Regions from separate parts of the Mus musculus genome. Here region 2 is linked to region 1. A link is a contact called in public Hi-C data. All regions are on one chromosome and are shown on one strand. Each heading gives the region's core, a stretch centred on a gene start, on an enhancer-like site or on the middle of the called end of the contact. The rest is flanking DNA. Distances are from core to core; before and after follow the strand shown.

What was found. Hi-C and Micro-C count contacts between places; a contact is called where the count stands out from the background.
Region 2: a contact with region 1 is called in a Hi-C map of muscle stem cells, with 2.1 times the contacts expected there. The contact joins two enhancer-like sites. A contact is called at or near these places in 1 of 15 datasets of contacts at CTCF or cohesin (CD8 T cells), 7 of 484 Hi-C or Micro-C datasets (CD4 single positive thymocytes, the HL-1 cell line, double positive thymocytes and 4 more), 1 of 115 datasets of contacts at active chromatin or transcription factors (cardiomyocytes) and 1 of 9 other capture datasets (embryonic stem cells).

Annotation. Positions count from the first base shown.
Region 1 is chr3:60,343,293-60,348,771 of GRCm38.p6, forward strand. No RefSeq gene overlaps it. Among named protein-coding and RNA genes, the nearest start is that of Gm33650, 37 kb to the left of the region's middle. Within about 2 kb of position 3,314, at least 56 of the 459 cell types and tissues checked have an H3K27ac peak or open chromatin away from gene starts, as enhancers often do. A contact at or near this core is called in muscle stem cells, where this site is marked.
Region 2 is chr3:60,601,009-60,606,487 of GRCm38.p6, forward strand. It overlaps Mbnl1 (muscleblind like splicing factor 1), which reads left to right. Exons shown (of 10, transcript NM_020007.4): 4 at 2,686-2,886. Among named protein-coding and RNA genes, the nearest start is that of Mbnl1, 100 kb to the left of the region's middle. Within about 2 kb of position 2,268, at least 84 of the 459 cell types and tissues checked have an H3K27ac peak or open chromatin away from gene starts, as enhancers often do. A contact at or near this core is called in muscle stem cells, where this site is marked.

The DNA.
Region 1 (5,479 bases), core at 2,064-4,563:
CAGTTAAGATGATTATTCCACATAAATTAATGTATTCAAGACAATCACTCCTACACAGGCATGCTCAGAAGCCTGTCTCCCAGATAACTGGAGGCTTTGTCAGATTTACAATTATCACTACCCAACACAACTCTGTACCTGTCATTTGATACCTAAAGACATGAATTTTAAGCCCTAACCCTCCACCCCTTGTTAATAATGATCTCATGTTTTTCTCATAATATAAAACACAATTCAACTTTAAAATTCTACATGTTCATTAACAGTCAACACTTTAAAAATCCAAAGTCCCTCACCTGTGAGCTCCTATAACCTCTAAAACAAATCCTGTACTTCCAGTATTTCATGACAGAGTAAATGTCCTTATTTCCAAAAGGGGAAATCTTGGAATCCAAAGGAATTATCAAACTAGAGCAAACCCAAGACCCAGCAGGGAATGAAAAATAATCTTTCATTTCATTTCCATTACCCAGAGTTCATAAAGTAATCTCCAGGCTCTGCCCTTCTGTTTTCCTGCTTTCAGCAGTGTGGACTCTGGGGCCGACTCCACTGCAAACCTGTAAACTACCTTTATTGACTGTCTGTGAGCCTGTCAGCTCCAATAGTCCAGTGGTCTCTCCACTGCAGTTTAGACTTCAGAGCTTTGCTCCATCATCTCTTAGAGCCTCTCCACAGGACTTGCAGCCTTGCCACACATGCCTGGCATCACCTGTTCTCCATGACCACCTCAATTCTTCATCTTTGAGGTTTTAGAAACCAAGGGCATGTGTACAATGCTGTCAAATTCTGCTGCCAGTTCAAGTTATGGCTTAGCACACTTGGATCAATTATGTCAACTTTCATGTGACATAAAGAAATAACTTGCTTTCCTGTTGCCCTAATGCAAAGCACTGGGTTGTTCTTTAATGGTGTTAATCTAGTTTAACAGTTACAGTTGCTTTGTTGTCTGCATGGTTTGTACATAACTTTAACCCTATTGATATACCTTTCATCAACAAACAGATTAGTCCATTATCTTTATGTGTAACTTCACTCAAGTTATCCAGGACATGGTGGAATATTACAGAATGAAGCCAGGTTCTTCATAAAAACACCACATAATGATCCAAGCCCAGGTCCAGATAGAATCCTTGTTCCCCAAAGTTGCAGGAGCTCATCTCCACAGTCTACATTTCTCTCAGCAATACTCTCTTCCAAGTTCCCATTAGAAGAGCCCCATTAAGTTCAGTATCTCTCATGCAACGGCTTTTCCAGCCCAAAGCTTTAAAATTCTTCACATTCTTTAAAAAGTAAAAATAAATGAATGAATAAAACCCAACCCCAAGGGCTTCAAATCAGAATATGATAGCAATGGCCTCACTTCTGTCTTGTTTTTTGTTTTTTTTTTTTTCCTTTGCTGCGATAAAATATTCCAACTAATGAAACCACTAGTCCTCCAATTATGCTGTTTGTTTACATGAGCAGATCACAAAGCAACCCTCTGCCTCAGGCCTAACAGGACACCCACAAACTGAGGAAACTGATGACAGCTTGCAGATACAATCAACCTTAGGACTGTTGCATGACATTCCATGACCATGAAGGTCATCTTCAAGGTTTTTCCTTTGGTTTATTGAAGGGTTCTGGGATATTTCTGGATCATCACTACACCCCTGAAGGCGTTTGGGATTCTGTCTTTGGCTTTTTACTCCTTCTTTCCTTTAGGTTATAAAATTTGTATGAAGGATTTTTATATCTCTAAAACTAGACCCAACCATGAACGTTATTATTATTATGTTTCCTGTAGGGTTGGTTTCATTATGCAGTGTGAAAAATGCTTTTTTCAGCCTTGTTTGTCTAGAGTTGTAGTTTTTGATCATTTCTCTAAGGACTCCTAAGTGATTTAGTTGGGGGAAAAAGAAAGTATAATGAAAAAAAAAAGAAAGAAAGAAAGAAAGAAAGAAAGAAAGAAAGAAAGAAAGGAAAAGAAAGAGCTTACTTAGCTCACATTTCCAAGTTCAGTCCCTCATCCAAGAAAGGTCACAGTGGAATGTGTTTGAGGGAGCTTATCACATTATGACTCTAGTGAGAAGCAAAGATTAAGGAATGCATTCATGGTAGTGTTCAACTAGCATTCTCCACTTTCAAGTAGTCCATGAACCTTCTCCACTTATGTACAGGTCAAGATCCCCTGTGGGAGTTAATTAATGTACTGAAGAGAATCCCTTACAGGCATCCTCAGGATGCTCTCAATTGATTCTAAGTTTTGTCCAGTTAATATTATTAGCATTAACCATCATTGCTATAAAGCATTAATGCCCTGCTTATCTATAATAATTATGACTCTAAGGCCTCCCATGCCCTAAGGATAATTTTCTAATATACAAACAGCACAACCATGTTTCAAATACTATTTCAGATAAAACCGAAATATTGTTAATTTTATTCTATGCCATTATTCCTCTTTATTTTCTACCTCCTCTTCTTCATCCACCTTTTTTTTTTCCTTTGAGATAATTGAATCCCAAAGACATAAGGATAAAGCTCACATTTGCAAAGGTGTATTAGGGAGAGTCCTTTGCACAGCTTTGCTTTGCCTTGCACTGCTTCATTGTAAGAGGGGGGAGTGGGGTATACTTCCAGGGGAACAGCAGACAATATCTAACATGAACATAGGAGCTCTAGTCAGGTGAAAAGAGTTTTCACGCAGAGATCAATGGCAGTAGCCACCAAAGGCTCATCACATAAAGAGGTAATAATTAAATAAGCAAATGTATTTAAAATAACACTAGTCTTATTGTTGTAAAAGAATGCTGTACAACTATAAAACTTCCAAACAGAAAGCATATGTTGATGGTCAGTTAATGTTTAAATAAGGTGCCATGTGGGAAAAGGGCTCAAATCTTTATCATCTACATATATATGCACAGTCACACATATGTGCATATATGTGTGTAAGTATATATGTTTGTACATATTTACATAATGTAATTTTAATGAATGTAACATAAATTAAGCAGAGTGTTGTATGATAAGACTTTTTCTAGGGAGGTGCAACACACACACACACACACACACACACACCCCACATACACATCTAATTATTCCAGATAGGGAGTCCTAGACAAACAAAAGTAAGGATACTACCAAAGTCCAACTTGGTCAACCAATTTGTTTTATTTGGGTTGCTTACAAGAATATGGTAGAGTAGTTACTTACAGGATCAGAAAGAACTCAAAGACAACTGTATCAACAAAGCCCATTCTAGCATGAGTGCCAGTTCACAAAATCTGTGGACCTGGAACACACTGCAAAGCCTGAAAGCACTTCAACATGCTGGACTGCATTCTTTCCAGGTGACTCATTTGGTCTAAACCTCTTCCAGGAAGCTCCTAATGTCTCTGCTTCTTCCAGGCAGCTGCTCTGATCTCAGAATCTTTTTTGATACTTGGTTTGTCTAATAGTGACTGTCAGTGGTCTTTTGTTTTGTTGTTGTTTATATAATCTTGGGGACCCAGAGAAATAGAGAATCTGATGAGTTTGGGAGACTTCCTGAAGCTATTTTGAGTTGTTTACTTCTTCTGGCTTAAGGTGTTTCCGTGGCAGATGGAATGTTTCAATCTGGAGGGATCTACTATCCAACATAGAGGTAAATGTAAGCTCAAAGTTTACAAATCACTAGAAGGGAACAGAATAAACTCAGCAAATTTAATTAATGTTGTATTTAATTTAAACCATAGTATTCCGGAGCATGAAAGGTGACTCAACAGATAGACTTGCCCTCAAGCCAGATGAACTGAGGTATATTCCTAGTGTCCACATAGTGAAAAAAGAGAACTAACTCCACCAAGTTATCCTCTAACCTCTACATGAGGGTGTGGTATATGCATGTTCACACATATATGCAAATAACAAATGATTGGGTACCCAAGCATTTCAGGAGAGTAAGAATGTGGTAGTTTGAATCCTATTGGCCCCCAGAGGCCCATAGAGAGTAACATTATTAGGAAGTGTGGGTCTGTGGAAGTAGGCATGGCCTTGTTGAAGGAAATGTGTCATTGTGGAGACAGCCTATGAGGTTTTCTATATGCTCAAGCCACGCCCAGTGGGACAGTCCCCTTCTGCTGCCTGTGGATCAAGATGTAGAACTCTCAGCTCCTCTAGCCCCATGTCTGCCTGCATGCTGACATGCTTCCTGGCCCCATGATAATGGAATAAACCTATAAAACTGTAATCCAGCCATCATTAAATATTTTCTTTTATAAGAATTGCCAGGGTTGTGGTGTCTTTTCACTGCCATGGAGACCCTAAATAAGACAAAGTTACAAGAGAGTCAAACACAAAGCAAGGTCTCCCTAGAGAAATTTATTTATCCAAGACACAAAATGGCTACCCCTGAGTGTCAGAGACATTAAGCCAGGAGAGCAGTTTATATAAGGTGAACAGGAACATGTGCACAGAGAAGTGGGAAAGTGCAGCAGTTGCAGTGGAGTCATGGAGTGGGGGGTGGGGTGCAGGCGACTCTGTGACCCTCGTTCCAGAATTAAGCAAAGGTCAGGGTCTTAGAAACTTTGCACTTGCACAACAATAAATATAATTATTTTATAAAAAGAGTAACAGTTCTCTAAAGTACCTTTTAAAAGCTATACTGTACCCAAAAAATTGTCTTCAAATTTTTTTTAAAAGAACTTGTATATCAAGTGGAGGATGAGTCTCTTACTCATCCTTTTCTCTTTTTCTTTCAAGTAGGTTTATTTTTCTCATTCAATATATATTGACCACAGTTGATATATTCCCACTCTCTTAGCTCCCTCCCTCTTCTCTCTTCTCTCCAAGACTCTCTCCCCCTCTGTCTCCCTTCTGAAGAGAGTAGGCTTCCAAAAGACAAAATGAAACTTGACAACACAAGACATAATAATACAAGGAAAAAAAACCATCATATTAAGCTGGACAAAGCAACCCAATAGGAGGAAAAGAGACACTACAACAGGCAAAACAGTCAGGGATATGCACTTTTCATAAGAGAAAGATGTATGAATGGTAAAAAGAGTATATATGAAAAGGCAAAGATACGTAATAATTTCTGTTAGTGTGTGTTGAATGCTGCAATGACACCCAGTAAAATTGTACTGGAATGGCTCAACCTTTCAAACATCTTCCACATTCAAGAACCAGGGAGAGTGTAGCACATTCAGAATCGCTCCATACCTCTCAGAGCAACATGAAGTGACCTAGTAAATTTGAAAATAATTTCAGCAAATATTGTTAGTAGTACATCTCCCTTTTATATTTACCTAAGAAATTTGAAAACATACATTCAATCAAAGATGCATAACATGTCCCTGGCAGCTTCATTAGAATACCCTGAACCTAGATGAATTTCACATACTCATCAACAGTGCATCAATAAAGTACAATATTTTCTTAGAACACAGATTTCCTTAACAATAGAAATGTCAAAGTGTTAATACACATACCACAGTGGATATGTATCAGAATT
Region 2 (5,479 bases), core at 1,018-3,517, 260 kb after region 1:
AGAAATCTATTTCCTTAAATACATGGAAATGGAATCACCCTGAAGCTTTCAAAAATACTGCCGCCTAGATACCTTTCCTGGGAATTCAGACAAGGAGGGGTCGAACTATAACATGATAAAACTCCTCTAGGGAATTTTAAATTCACATTTGGTGATTATGTGAGAAACAGACTTCCAACCAGACTAGAAGCAGACTCAAATGTGCCCAATCCAGGACCTTCCGTTGATTCATTTATAGTGGTAGACATGTAACATTCGTGAGCATCTTCTTTAGAAAATAAACATAATAATCCCCAACAAAGTGGCAGCTCATTCACTGAATGCCTACTGTAACCAGGCATTGCTTTGTATGGTGGGAACCTAGAAGGGAACTAAGAGATATCTTCTACTCTCCTGACATCCCCCCTCCCAAAGAGGCCAAAGAAAGGAAAGTCTTATAGTAAAAAAATTAAACATAACATAAGTAAAGCACTTATCACAGTGTGGGCTGCCCGGGATAGGGAATTACTAGTAATAATCATGTTTGTGTAGTTAACTAGGATGGTAATGTGAAATTGAATAATATTTTCAGTTATAATGAAGCCTAATAACTGTAATGTAAGCAGAATGCTTCATTTAAAGCAAACAAGTGATAAATAAACTGCCCCAGAATTAGCAACTGGAAAATGTCCTTGGAAAGGTAATGCTAAACCAACCTTCATTGGAACAAAGATATCTATAAGTCACTGCTGCAAGGATGCACTCAGTATCAAATATACCAGCTACATAGTTAGACATTATTCAATCCCTACTTCAGAGAAACGAAGACTTCAAATACCAATGCAGCCATTCCTATCTTTGAGATCTTACGAGCCCTCTGCAGGTCAGCTCCGGTAATGCAGGAGTGGCCATGGTCACTGGCTTTCCTACATTAGGATCCACTCTGAGCTGTAACCCACCCCTAACACAGTGTTCATAATTGGTGACAGCTACATTCTATCCATATGTAGGTTTTCACTGTATTTAACTTGGTGAGATTTAACGAGGCTGATTTTATTGGTGTGCTGTCATTATTGTGTCAAGTCAGGGAAAAATTTCTTCATCCTGAATGTCTTTATGAAGGCATTTGCCTTAAGTAATTCCTATAGTATACAGTGACATAAACATTTCAGTAGCTTGCTATAGTAAGTATCAAGTGGGCTTTCTTGGAACTCATTTTAATTTACAGCTATGAATGCAAAGAGAAAGGATATTAATTAGCTTTCAATCTTTTAGGACTCTGCTAAATTTATAACAATTCTTCTATGTGGTCTGAGATTCCATACCCTGTATCTGACTGTGTGCAACAGAACACACATTTGCCTAGAATGTTCTTGGACAGAAGTTTAATGCATGATCACCATGCAGGACTGACCCTGTCATGGTGCTGCCCTGGCCTCTAGCACACAAAGGGAAAGCCTGAAGTTAGCTGCTGTTCAGGGTTTTGTGGAGAGACAAATGCCACTGGACCCAGTTTTACACATGGATCCTTCTTCATAATACACATGGAATTTTTGTATTTCCTGAGGGCAGCTGCTTCGCATTGGAATAGGCTTGAGGTTTGAAATGGAAAGACTTATTCTAGGCTACTTCATTAGTCAAGGGCCACAGACCTGTCAGAGTAATTAAACATGGTGTTCAAAGCACATGCTTGGAGGACTAGCTATGTTAGGGTGAATGTATCAGTGTGAGCTATGCTATGTTATAAATTTTTCCCAGTGAATCAATGTATACATTAAATAGTCTATCGTTCATATTGTTCTTAGTACAGATGTGTACACAATGCAGAGCTGTCATGTAGGATGGATGCTCAACCATGGTATAGTCCTTTGGGACCTTATGCTCTCATATTAAAGAATGCCATTTACACATAGTAGATCCCTGGCTTCTCTCCATTGAATGCAGTAGCATCACCCCAGTGTGTCCTGCCCGCTGACAGCCCATCCCATGTTTTTTAATAATTCTGTGGCATTTCCTGGGAAATGTTCTGTCAGGCTTCACATTCCAGACATTTTCTGGAGAAGGTTAATTTCCATTGCTGAGTGCCCCACAAGTATGGGATGGGCTTGTAGAACACTGAACCTTTCTTCTGAGAAACCGACATCAAGTGACCAGGCCAAATGCTATCTCTTCTGTGCTCAAAAGACAGTGTAATCATCACCTCTCACAGCCCACAGATTTGGTCAATGTGCTGGCTGTGGGGCTCTGTGATCCCCTGGGACATCTGTGTCTGCTCAGATGATAGGCACTTATATCCTGTTAACACTTGAGAACAGACCTTTCCACTATATCTGACAGCAGTTACACAGTGTGTTTCTCAGACACATTTCTAGGATTGAGTCACAAAGGTGGAGACTGGGTGAGCACAAACAAGTGTCTGTACTAAGATATTTAAGACGTTAAACCACAAGTATTCTAGATGCCAATCTTCGAACCCCCTCTGGAGATATGAATGCATATTCTGCCTGCTAGATTTGGAGAAAAACAATGACTTAGCAAATATCAGTATACTGAAATCTTCTTAGACTAAATTAAAGACAGAATTAAATAGAAGTTAAGGAAGAAAGAATGAATGATAGATGAAGAATAAATGATAACTCTGTAAGTAGAGTATCAATTTGGAATGGAGACTTGCCATTAAGTTTTGCTTTTTGTTTCAATTTGCAGCCAATGTTTTCAGTTGCACCAAGCTTAGCCACCAGTGCATCAGCAGCCTTTAACCCTTACCTGGGGCCTGTTTCCCCAAGCCTGGTTCCAGCAGAGATCTTGCCGACTGCACCAATGTTGGTCACGGGGAATCCTGGAGTTCCAGTGCCAGCAGCTGCCGCAGCTGCTGCACAGAAGTTAATGCGGACAGACAGACTGGAGGTAGGATAAAGAGTTGAACCTTCATAGTTTCCATTACAGTTCTTCAAGTGTTTGTAGCCAGAGTGACTTTAAACTGAATGAACATGTCTTGGTTCAGTGTTTGTGCAAGTTTGCTAGAATATGGTTATGCTGTTTTGGTTAATGCAACAATTACAAAATCAGTCAGCATCTATGTCTAGGTTCCTCAGGGAGGGCTTGGAACTGGGATCAGCGTGTCTGTTTCTCCACTTTGTCTTAGTATCCTTAAAATCTTGCACATGATGCTAATGCTCAAACCTCAAAGAGTTAGAAAAAATGTTTGGCCCAGAACAGTTGCTTCTTGAATGTTTCTTGTAGTCATCAACACAATATAATGATTATTGGAGTGAACAAATAAATGACTGAAGTCCAGAGGATCTCATAAACAGGAACACATTGGCTGCTGTGCACGAACTATTACAAAACTCTCTGCAGATGTTGTCATAACCTCTGAAGTACTTCCATTGAGGCAGGCGGGTGGTTTTATGAAACGCACCCTGATAAAAGCGTTTTTAGTAGGCTGTCACATGATTGTCATTGTCTTGGGGCGGAGGATAAGCAGACGCACACACTTTACTGTTGTGACTGAAAAGGAAATTAGAGATAAAGTTCTAGTATGACATTACTATTCAGAATTTTAGCATGGCATGAATTAACAGCCTTGATAAACAGTTTCTGTAGAAAAATGGCCTAGTAAGTAAAAACTGAGTTGCCTCTCCTGTCTGTCTGCTTAGGACGGACTTGGGGCTGAGATGGCCTGGGTGTACTAATTACAGGGAAAGTAAAGTAGGGTGCACTTGGAGGGCCTTGACTCTAATAACTTTCCAGTCTGTTAGAAATATAATAAAATGCCTTATTTATTCATTATACTCTATTGAACGTATTAGAAAGGATATCATATTGTAGCATTTTGTGAGGATGTGCCAGATACAGCCATCACATAGCCTACCTTTAGAACAACCTGATGGGAAAGATGCTGTCACTACCGTTGTGTTGCAGAGGAGTCAGAGCAGAGCAAGAGATGGGAGGTAGCCTATCCTTGCTGTAGAGATACACTCTGCCATTTGGCTTCTCATTTCCCAAGTATAGTAATTCTCTAACAAATGCTGTCCGCAAATGAAATAGGGCAGCATCTGAAACAGTTTTCTTCCCCAATCTTCCTAAAGAAAACACAGGATTCTTAATGCATGACTGTTAGTTGATTAATGGGACTCAAATAGTCTGAGAAGAAGAATGCCAACATAGTAATTATTAATAGGTAACAATATTCAAAGCATTAAGAGGATATGCTTCAAGCTGAGCTACTTGCTCAAAACTGCTCATTCCCTTGAAAGTTTGCGTAGTTTTTTTATACTTGTATTTTGTCATTTTGTTTTTCTTTCCATGAAGAGCTGCTTGTGAGTTTTGTCATTTGCCTTTGCTACTTCCTAGGACAATCTCTCCTGTGTTATGTGCATTCCTGATAGAAGTGAGCATGCCCTTGGTTCTGTTCCCAAGATCTAAGTCATTGTCACAGTCATAGTTGGGGCCTGAAATAGGAAACATGCATGTGCCTCTTTCTGCTCTGCAGTGTGATTCCAGAACTTAAACACACGCACGCACGCACGCACGCACGCACGCACGCACGCACACACACACACACATGCACGCACACATAAGCACACACACTCACACATAAACACACACACAGGCATGCATGCACACATACAACCTTGGTGCTCCTTGGAGCACTGGAGGGCGAAATCCATGAAAGGAATGCCTACAGTTCTTTTCTCAAGGTTGATACTATGGTTATTTAGAGATTAAAGCCACATTCCATCTTCAACTGAATTTTGATTTTCCTCTGAGGTAAAATTGGTCTAATTCAGCTAGGATCTTGACTTTGTTCTTCTTGTTATATCTTTTTCTCCATTTCTACAATTTGTCACACAATAAAGTGATTTCAGATTTGTTTATAATCCCTTAGAAGACCTAGCAATGGCAGTACCAAAAGGGATACAAAGGTCTGAAGTTGCAAAGTAGGAACCCAGTAGACACTGCTTGTAAGGTAGTTAACTACATATGCTTGGTTTGTCAGACCAGCTTCATGTCGCTTATTTGTAAAATTTGAGTATTTGCCTGATTTATATGTAATGTCATAGAGCATGTAAATCATGCATTGACTTCTAACAGCAGCCTAAATAAGTATTGAAATACTTATTTTTAAAATGTATGTGCATATATAGTGCACATCATATATTCACAGCTGCTGTATCAGTATGCTTATCCACTCATTGTTGGATATTATTATGAAGATTGTATGTTCTGTACCGTATAGCTCAGACTGGTTTTCTCTGAAAGTGAGGCAAGTCTGTTAGTCACTAAAGAGACGCTCCTAGAATTCCGTTTTGTGATCTCTGGATCCTTTCTGTAATGTCCATGTATTAATTTAATGCCCAAAGGAGTATCTTAAGAAATTATTACACTGTGTACAAATATTAGAAATTGCTAACCTTTAGGTCATGCCTGTGTTTCATGACAAAACATTGGTAGTAATAAAAATCGACATGTAAAGAATCACAGTCATTTTTCATGG